2 separate regions of the Canis lupus genome follow, and region 2 is linked to region 1. The links are chromatin contacts, called in public Hi-C maps. All regions are on one chromosome and are shown on one strand. The core of a region is the stretch at or near the end of the contact, and the rest is flanking DNA. Distances in the headings are between cores, read along the strand shown.

Region 1 (4,922 bases), core at 1,351-3,850:
GCCAAAGGCAGCTGTTTAACCAACTGAGCCACCCAGGCACCCTGCCACCTCCTTTTTAATGACATTAGGTTATGTCCTAGTGTTATAGTTTGTTACAATTTTGTTCCTAGTAGCAACACAGAGCAAAAAGTAATTGATTGGGCCAAATACGTGGAAGTGAGGGGGAAAAGGGTTAAAAAATCTTGCTGGGAGGACCTGGGTGGCTCAGTGGTTGAGCATGTGCCTTTGGCTCAGATGGTGATCCTGGGGTCCTGGGATCGAGTCTTGAATGGGATACCCCTCAGGGATCCTGCTTCTCCCTCTGCCTGTATCTCTGCCTCTCTGTCTCTCATGAATAAGTAAGTAAAATCTTTAAAAAAAAAAAAAATCTTGCTGAAACATTTGGAAAGGAGCTGTAGGATCCACACAGCCTCTATGTAGAGGTCAAGACATGCACTGATTTGATCAGTTGGACTTCATCAAAACTTAAAATCTCTGGGCATCTAGCTGGCTCAGTTGGAAGAACATGAAACTCTTGATCTTGGTATTGTGAGTTCGAACCCCATGTTGGGTGCAGGGATGACTTAAAAAAAAAAAACTTGGGATGCCTGAGTGGCTCAGGCAGTAAAGCATCTGCCTTCAGCCCAGGTCAGAGCCCTGCAATGGACTCCTGGCTCAGCAGGGAGCCTGCTTCTCCTTCTTCTGCCACTCCCCCTGCTTGTGCTCTCTTGCTGTCTCTGTCAGATAAATAAATAAAATCCGGTCAGCCCGGTGGCTCAGAGGTTTAGCGCCGCCTTCAGCCCAGGGCGTGACTCCTGGAGACAAGGGATCGAGTCCCTAGTTGGGATCCCTGGGTGGAGCCTGCTTCTCCCTCTGCAAAGACACAGGTCTTTGCCCCTTTCTCTCTCTCTCTGTGTCTCTCATGAATAAATAAATAAAATCTTTAAAAAAAAAAAGTTTACAATCATGAATACAAAAAGAATACCTATTGTAAAACTAGGCAAAAGTGCTCAACATTAGTGGTCAGGATGATGCAAACAACAGCCACAAGGAGAAACTTCTTCATACCCACCAGGATGGTTAAAATTAAAGATTCCTTGTAACAAGTGCTGGTGAGGATGTGGAGCATGAGGCTCTTCATGCATTGCTGATGGGGATGCAAAATGGTAGAACACATTGGAAAACTTTTTGGCAGTTTCTTATAAAGTTAAAGGTATGCCTAGCATACAACCCAGTTATCTGCTTCTAGATTTACCCACGACAAAAATATACATCCACAGAAAGACTTGTACATGGGATAGCCACTTTATTCATCATAGTCCTGTAAAGTCATATGGGGGCACCTGGGTAGGCTCAGCCAGTTAAGCATCTAAACTTGACTTCCACTCAGGTCATGATCTCTGGGGTCGTGGAATTGAGCCCCATGTTGTGCTCCACTTTGGGCGTGGAACCTGGTTAAGATTCTGTTCCCCCCCCAAATAAACAAAGAAAACTTTATATGAATACAATTATACAGTACGTTCTCTTTTGTGCATTCTTTCACTGATTTTTTTTAAAAGATTTTATTTATTTATTCATGAGAGACACAGAGAGAGAGGCAGAGACATAGGCAGAGGGAGAAGCAGCTCCCTGCGAGGAGCCCCCCGGGAGCCCCGCCCATGTAGGACTTGATCCCAGGTACCCGGTATGGCTGAGCCAAAGGCAGCCGATCAACCACTGAGCCACCCAGGCGCCCTAGGTGGATTAAATTTGAATGCATTTTCAGTTTATGATGTTTTCAATTTATCATGGGTCCCTGTAAGAGGAGGAACGCTTCCTGGAGGAGGTGGCATCGAAGGTGTGCCCCGGCTGATATATAGGAGTCGGCAGACAAAGGGAGGTGCGGGTTTTTAGCAGGGGGAGGGACTCGGCAAAGGCCAAGTGGCTTGAGTGGGGTTGTTGGATTTAAAAAACTCGGAAGTTAGGTAGAGGGCTAGGTGCTTATATGTCTCGAGGCCTGAGTCCTCTTGCTGACTTGCACCGCACACCAGACAAGCCCTCCTTTTCTCTGGACCTCTCAGGTCTCCAGTCTGTCCCTCAGGTAAATGACCACAAGCTCCCTCCTTCCTCCTGAACTTCCCCCCCCTCCCCTGCGACTGGGAGAATCCACCGAGTGGCTGAGGAGTGACTGTTCATTGAGCCAATCGCTGGAGCCTAAAGGCCCGTCTCTCCTCCCCTTCTCATGGGCCAATCGCCGCGTTCTCCTTGAGACCAGCAGCTTGACGGGGGCGGTGCAAAGGCTTCATGACGTCACGCTCAGGATAAACCAATAGCATCTATTAAGAGGCGGGTTGTTTTGATGATGGACAGCTCCCTTTCAAGATGTCCGCTTAACGCGGGGCCCGCCGGGAAGCTTTGAGGCGGTGCTGGGGGGACAGGGGCGGGAACTTCTGGTAGACTTTGCCCAATCAGCAGTCACGGTTCTTGCGATAGACGGGCAGTCTTTCCCATCCCCGTCGACTTAAGGGGGCGGGGCTCCGCACACCAGACTGGGCGGGCCCCTCAGCTTTGATGGGCGTCTCTCTTTGCCCAATTAGCAAGCGACATCCTCAGACGGGCCGCCTCCGTTGCCAATGAAATCTCCTGGCGGGGTCGTGGTGGGCGGGTCGTGGACCCTCCGGTATAAGGCGGTCCCGGGGGAGTGCGGAGAAAGGGGGGGGTCTCGGCGGCAGGAGGAGGAGTAGGTGCGGGTGAAGATGGCGGCAGCCGAGGCCGCGAACTGCATCATGGAGGTGAGCGCCTGGAGCGCTGCCGGGGGTGGGGGGCGGTTTGGGGGTCGATGTTTTGTGCCTCCGTCGTGGGGAAGGGGCCCCGAATGGGCGGATTGGGGCTGAAGGTTCTCAGCCGTACGGTGGGGACGCCGCATGCTGCGGATCGCGGGATACAGTCAGAGGTTCGGGTTTCCTAGCTTTCGGGGGTCTGCGGCACTCTGTCGAGCCGAGGGTGTCGTGCCCCCTCCCACGTGGAGGAGGGCTGGGGGCGCTTCCGGCCTGGCCCCCACGTGGCCGCGGCACGGTGGGTGGGGAGGGGGTGTGCCGTGCCCGGTGGCCCGACGGGCTCCACGTGCGGGACAAAGGCCCCGCCCCCGGCCGGGGGAGGGGCGCCCCGGGGGGGGGGCGGAGAGGAGGCTCCGACCCTCCCTCGGAGGCCCCCTGCCCTTTCCCCCGGGATCGCGACGTACCCCTCGGCGTGGGCTCACTTCTGTCCCTCCGAGAAGTAGAGTCTCTCGGGAGGGGCAGTGTAGCTCGGCCCTCCACAACCCCGTTCCCGATACCGCGGCATCTCCTTAGGCTTCGGTCCAGGTTTCGTGGACTCAGGGGTTGGGATTGGAGGAAGAGGAAGGATTGGTTCCCTCCGGGCCCCCGGTTTCCTGTCCCTGGATTCCCCCCTTCCCGGGGCTCTGGGAGCTGGGGGGATGGGGCATGCCCCTGTGACCTCCCTCCGGGTGGTGGGGGGGCCTCTGGTTGAAGGAGATTCTTCCCGATAAGGCGTCGTGCACCCCCTTGTGGCCATTTCTGGGTGTGTGGGAGGGACATCTTTTTCATGGGGCGTGTCCCAAAGCCCACCTCCCCTTTGGAGCCCTCCCGGGCTAGGGGAGGGAGAGTCTCTGCTGGGAAGAGCTTGTGGGGGAATATAAGCTACCTCCTACTGGAGACTTTTCTCTCCTCGGCGCCTAGATACGCGAAGGTGGGAGATGACCTCCCCCTTTCTGAAGCCCTGTTTGAGGGTCCTGAGCCTGGAGGCTTGAGATGGTGTCCTGAGAAGTTTGATTCTTGTGCAGCCATGTGGGCTTGGTTCCGGTGCTGTTTCAAGCTCCCTTGGGACTTGCTCGGCTGTGGTGTTAGTGGTATTGAGAAATGGGTCCCAGTGGGAAATCCCCTTACCCGTCACCCTTCTTTGTAGGTGTCCTCACTGGCTTGGGAGAATGGGGGCGGGGCTTGGAGCTGAGTGGGTCTTGTGTGTGACTTCGTGCTTCTGAGGGGCCTGGAGAGTGGTCATATCCGGAAGAGATGTCATCTGATGGGGCCTGCATGATCCCTCCTCTTACCTTGTAGCATTGGGGGCCAGCGGCCCCCAGGGGTCACTCCAATGACTTCCATCCCCCTTGGCTCTCTCCTGGACCAGAGTCTGTATGGGTGGAGGAAATATCTCTTTTAGAGGTTGCCTCAGGATTTGGCCCCACACCCCAGGGGCTTTGGGCCCTGGGATGGGTGTCAATGGGTTTGAGGGGCCAGAGTTTGGCCTCCTCCCTGGGACTCTACCTTCCTGGGAAGAGGGAACGAAGCTTGGAGATTGGCTCCAGCTGGTGGTTTTGTTTGGGGCTTCCTGAGCCCAAGGCAGGAGCTAGGGGTCAGGGTGCCAACTCTGGTAGGGGTGCCTGTGTGCCACACCTCCTTTCTGGAATCCTCTTAGACAAGAGGCTTGTTTGCAAAGGTGGTAGATGCCCAGTGGGTACACACTGCCAGCGCCCCCCCCCCCCCAGCTACTCTTGGCACCCTGGGATGGGGGTGTGTGTGTGTGTGTCAGGAAGTGTCACCTAATCTGGGGGGGATTAGATGATGAGGGGGAGTGACAGCTGGCAGTGCCTGTGTGCCTGGCGGGTGCCAGCTCCTCTGGCCTGGATGGGGGAGGTGTGTATGGTCAGGTGCCTGGCCAGAGAGGGCAACGTGGGGGCGGGCCACCATCTCTCCAGCCGTAGCTGGGACAGAACCCCATCTCTTCTCCCCCCACTTTTCCCACCCCCTTTTGAAAACAGCCCTGCCTCTTTACTCCCTCTGCCACCACTCCCCACCAAGGAAAAAGAAAATTGCAGGAAACACCCCCTCCCCTGTGAGCTGGGGTCCCCTGGCCTGGCCCTCCCCTAGCCACTCCCAGTAGCTAATCCTTTCTCCCTGTTACTCTCT
Region 2 (4,922 bases), core at 682-3,181, 150 kb before region 1:
AGAGCCCGATGCGGGACTCGATCCCGGGTCTCCAGGATCACATCCCAGGCTGCAGGCAGCACTAAACCACTGTGCCACCGGGGCTGCCCGGGATCCCAGTTTCTAAGTTTAAATAATTTTTCACTTTAGCACTTGTTTTTGTACAATAATTTTTCAAAACAATTTTTAAAGATTTTATTTATTTATTCATGAGAGACACACAAGAGAGAGGCAGAGATGCAGGCAAAGGGAGAAGCAGGCTCCCTACAGGACCCCAGGATCACACCCTGAGCTGAAGGCAGACCCTCAACTGCTGAGCCACCCAGGCTTCCCTTGTACAATAATTTTTGTTACAATTTTTTTTGAAAAGGTAATCCACTGAGAAGTTTTCGTCCTGTTCTTGCTTCTGTCCACTCGGTTTTCCTGCTCTCCTAATAAACACACTACCAGTTAAGTTTAAAGTAGGTAAGATGTAAAACTCAGCTCCTCAGTTGCACTGGGCACATTTGGAGTACTCGGCATTCACCGTGGCTGCTCTGCGGCTGTGTGGGAGCGCAGGGATCTCACGGTCTCCATCTTTGCAGAGTTAGTTCTCTTGGACAGTGATGCCCTAACACACAGTGGGCACTCACTGGAAAGGGAATTGTTCTCAATACTGAGTCTGTGCCGAGCACTGAGCTTGGTGCTCTCCTTCCTCTCTTCTGTCCACGGATCCCCAGACAGTCCACTGAGACAGACACATCTCTCATCCCGTTTTACAGAGGACACTGAGGCCCAGCGAGCGGAGCCATCTGCCCGAGGACACAGAGCTGGGACCTGGAGGGAGTCAGCTAGAGACTGGTCCCTTCCTCGACCACGCAGCCCCGCTCGCTCCCTCCCCAGGATCAAGGCAACGCCCGCCCCCAACGCCCCCAAAGCCAGCCCCAGCCCCACCTCTCCCCCTCTGTACAAAGTCCTTGCCCCCAAGAAATTGTATATAAATCATCCTTTTCTACCAGCTGTCGCCAGGCCTGTAGATGGGACAGGATGTGGACGGGGCAGTTTGGGTGCGGATCCTGGTTTTTCGGTTAATGCAATGCTTCATTCAGTCCCTGCTCTCTGAGGCCGCCTGGGGTGCAGAACCAGTGCGCGGCAGCGCCGAGACCCAGTCGGGGGGAGTCAGGACCCGCCGGCCCGGGGCTCCGGATCTGAGGGGAACAAGACCCTGGGCGCCTCGGTGCAGCGGCTGCAGTACAGGCCCTCGGAGCCCGCGGCGAGTACGCGTCCCGGCAGCCTGAGATCCCGGGGGGCGCCCTGGAGGAGAGGACTCCTCCGCAGGAAAGCACTGGGACTGTGACAGTCTGAGGCTTCAGAAGGTGGGGCTGGAGGGGAGGACATCCGAGGCCAGGGACGCAGCCGAAGCGAAAACCTCGAAGCCGCCTGGTAGTCATTCCCTCGTACGCTCTTAGAGCTCAGAGGGCAAACTATTTCCATCTGTTTTACAGACGGGGACACTGAGGCCCAGACAGGGTCAGGCGGGGGCCGGGGGGTGGGGGGGTGGGGTTCGGCCAAGTCACTGGGAGGCGGAACAGCCACTGGAATCCAGACCTTTAAGCCTAGACTGCGCGATGAAGAGAGAGCCCACTGGCCCCCTGCGGGCCACCGCGTGCCCTGCAACCTGCTGTCGCTTCAGCGAGTGACGGCGCTTCCCTCCGCTCCCCGCAGACACCCGACCAAGCCCCCAACGCGGAAATTCGCAGCCCCTCAAAAATATGGCTGCCGAGGCTGGACAGTCCCGTCCCAGCGGAGCCGCATCATACCCCACGTGATCTCTCGCCCAGCACAGCAATGGCTGCTTAAGAGCCGACGAGAAGGACTGGACGCGGATTGGACAGTTAGAAGACGACCCGCCTTCTAGCGGCTCCCTTTGCGCACGCGCAAAACACTCTAGCCAATGAAAAGACGGAAAGCTGCCCGTACAGCCCATGCGGCGTCACTTCCTCCGCCCCTGTTTCAAGGGATAAGAAACCCTGCGCCGAGGCTTCCTCCTTTCCCAGGCGGCTGCCGAAGATGGCGGAGGGGCAGGTGCGGGCTCTTCGCGGGCCGGGGAGGCGTGGGGCCGGGTGGGTTCCAGGCCGGAATGGGGTAGGGCCCTCTTTGCCCTCATAAGTGTGTTGTGAAACCTAAACTCGATAATTGAACGAAAGGAGAAGCTTTCGGCCTAAGGAATCTGCAACGGGGAAACAGGAGATAACTAGGATGGCTTCTTTTTGTTCGGGAATGGCTAAAATGCGGCATTACCCCTTTTCTCTTAGGGGCATAATGGGGGCTCCCAAAATAGAAAGCTACTTTAAAAGTAGGGCTCGTTTGTCTTCCTCTCGGCCAAGCCTTGGCCGAGTTGGGCCCGTGTGTCCTTAGCGACGGAAAGCGCCTGGGCTGTGAGAAGCCAAGGATTGGCCAAAATGGAGGGCGCTACCAGCCTGCTCGAGGCGCGCGTCCCCTCACCCTCGTGGGAGTTCTCACCCGCCGCCTGCAGCTCTGGACGCTTTCGTAGGAGGTCTTAGGCGGTGGGTCCAGAGCGTTCCTGCCTACTGGACGTCCAGGAACGAATTGCTCTTTTCGTTGCTCCTGGAGCAGAGAACTGATGAAAGGCTCCGCTGCCCATGGCCACCTGAGGGACACCGCAGAAGCGGCGGACTCCTTGTCTTGATTTTTTTAAATATGAAAGCGAGGATGGTTCCGGAAAGGGTGTCCATGTGAATTTATGTAATGAGTCTGAGCGGTAAGGGGAGGAAAAGGCACGTTTGTGGAGTCCGGAGAGGTGGTAAGGTTCTCTGAACACGTGTTCGCGCAGTCAACTGTGCCTGGCACCATTGGGTTTATATTTAGTGTAATACGGTTAACATACCATAATGTTCCTGAGGCAGATATTGTTATCCCCATCTTCCAGGTGAGGAAGCTGGAGATTTTTAGCCAAAGTCACATTGTCAGGAAGTCTGGCTTTAGATTCTGTATCCTTCTGCCTTCCAACAATCACAAGTATATAACAAGCACTGGGTAAGAGTGGGGACTTGACTCGTGGTGAAGAAGCTAAGGATTTGACTTTGAGAAGTTCGCCCAGGGATGCTGAGCTAAATTCGACATAAGATCTGGCACCAGCTCCTGACTACTCTGCAGAGCCTCTCCCACTGACTGGATCAATGGACAGACTGTTGCCAGCCTTTGTTCAAATCCCAGCTCATCCTCTCACCCTTGAATGTAATTGGGGCTTAAGACTTCCTGCCCTTTAGGCAGCTGAGATGTGAGGAAAGGCCTTTGTTTTAATTCTGTTCACGGAAATCGTGTCAACCTTTGGTTTCTTGGCCACATCTGTTCGGTGGGCCTCGGGTCCTGGTTTTCAGGCCTGCTAGTGGATAGGGCACTCTGGGGGATAAGGTGACAAACCAGCAGCACTAGTTGCTTTGGGTGGGGAGTCAAAGCTGAAGATGCATCTAAGCCTTTTTATCCTATCTCCACCAGGTCCTGGTGCTCGATGGCCGAGGCCATCTCCTGGGCCGCCTGGCGGCCATTGTGGCCAAACAGGTGCTTCTGGGTAAGTCTGCTCTGCCCACGGTTCCTCTGGGCATGGGTCCCATCCAGCGGTCAGTGATGAGCAACAATCACCATCTTTCGTTTGAGTCTCACGACCATGAGATCAACCCCATGCACCGCTCTGAGACCTACTAGCTACTCCCTCTCCTGGGGTCTGGGAGTTCGAGATGGAAAATTTTCAGTCAGGCTGTAAATATAAGCATAAATCAAGTTCTTCTTGGGGCAAGAGGTTCCCCTGCAAGAGGCCTTGGCTTTCTTGTACGTTGTGGTCAGCTCCACACAGAAGGATCCATGTTCCAGGGTCTTCAGGAGGTGGGTGGTAACCAGTTTATATGTAGAGCCGCTTGTAGCCTTTGTTCGCACTTTCCTTTTCCTCTAGGCCGGAAGGTTGTAGTCGTGCGCTGTGAAGGCATCAACATTTCTGGCAATTTCTACAGAAACAAGTGTAAGTTAGGACCTGGGAGGAGGGCTGGAGGGTGGACCTGGGAGATTCGCAGTCTTCATTGGCTCCAGGGGCGAGCCCACTGGTGGTGGGAAGTGCTCATTTGCGTTCCCGAACAGGCCCTTGGGAGCATGGATGTGTGTTGGAAGAAGTTAGCCTTTGGCTGGGGGCTGAGGTTTCACACCCTCTCTCTCCCCAGTGAAGTACCTGGCCTTCCTCCGCAAGCGGATGAACACCAACCCATCCCGTGGCCCCTATCACTTCCGGGCACCCAGCCGTATCTTTTGGCGGACAGTTAGAGGTGAGCGGGGCCTGAGGACTGCAGGTGGCGAGGGGATGGGTGGCCAGTGATGAGGACTTCTCCCACTTGTATTCGAGTTTCCTGACTATGAGATGACTCCACATGCACTACCATCTGAGGCCACCACTGTGACCGTGGGGTTGGGTGGGGTTGGGGGCAGGGTCCTCATGAGCCCCACTGAGCAAGTCTGTTGGTCATCCACCCACAGGCATGCTGCCCCACAAGACCAAGCGAGGCCAGGCTGCCCTGGACCGCCTCAAGGTGTTTGATGGGATCCCACCACCCTATGACAAGGTGAGCTCCACAGCCTCCTGTACAGCATTCATGTGTCTGGCGTCCATGATGTTGCACAGTTGTACCTACATTGTTTGATCCTCATGAGAACAGCATTGGCTGAGACGCTGTCCCAGCAGCCTTCTTCCCTGTCTGTCCCTTATTCCAGGGCTCTTAAGCTCCTCTCCTTCTCTAACAGAAAAAGCGAATGGTGGTTCCAGCTGCCCTCAAGGTGGTACGCCTGAAGCCTACACGAAAGGTGAGTTCCAGGTTAGGCTGGGTACTCTGACTAGGGGGCAAATCTGAGGTCCCTGAAACTGGCAGATGATGGCTCTTTCTCACGATGGTCTGCGGATG

Evidence for each region. A called contact is a pair of places that touch in the nucleus more often than the background predicts.
Region 2: a Hi-C map of blood shows a contact between it and region 1, with 3 times the contacts expected there. The contact joins the promoter of RPL13A here to the promoter of PRMT1 in region 1. A contact is called at or near these places in 2 of 9 Hi-C or Micro-C datasets (both in blood).

What each region holds. Positions count from the first base shown.
Region 1 is chr1:107,533,956-107,538,877 of UU_Cfam_GSD_1.0, reverse strand. PRMT1 (protein arginine N-methyltransferase 1) reads left to right here and starts at 2,600. Exons shown (of 10, transcript XM_038528209.1): 1 at 2,600-2,750. The coding sequence starts at 2,715.
Region 2 is chr1:107,687,560-107,692,481 of UU_Cfam_GSD_1.0, reverse strand. It overlaps RPL13A (ribosomal protein L13a), which reads left to right and starts at 1,931. Exons shown (of 8, transcript NM_001313766.1): 1 at 1,931-2,043; 2 at 3,478-3,550; 3 at 3,929-3,994; 4 at 4,191-4,292; 5 at 4,501-4,586; 6 at 4,765-4,824. The coding sequence starts at 2,029. FLT3LG (fms related receptor tyrosine kinase 3 ligand) reads left to right here. Exons shown (of 7, transcript NM_001003350.1): 7 at 741-976. The coding sequence ends at 959. It overlaps LOC119869908 (a small nucleolar RNA gene), which reads left to right and starts at 4,885; the gene lies at 4,885-4,922. It overlaps LOC119869903 (a small nucleolar RNA gene), which reads left to right and starts at 4,624; the gene lies at 4,624-4,696. It also overlaps LOC119869900 and LOC119869901.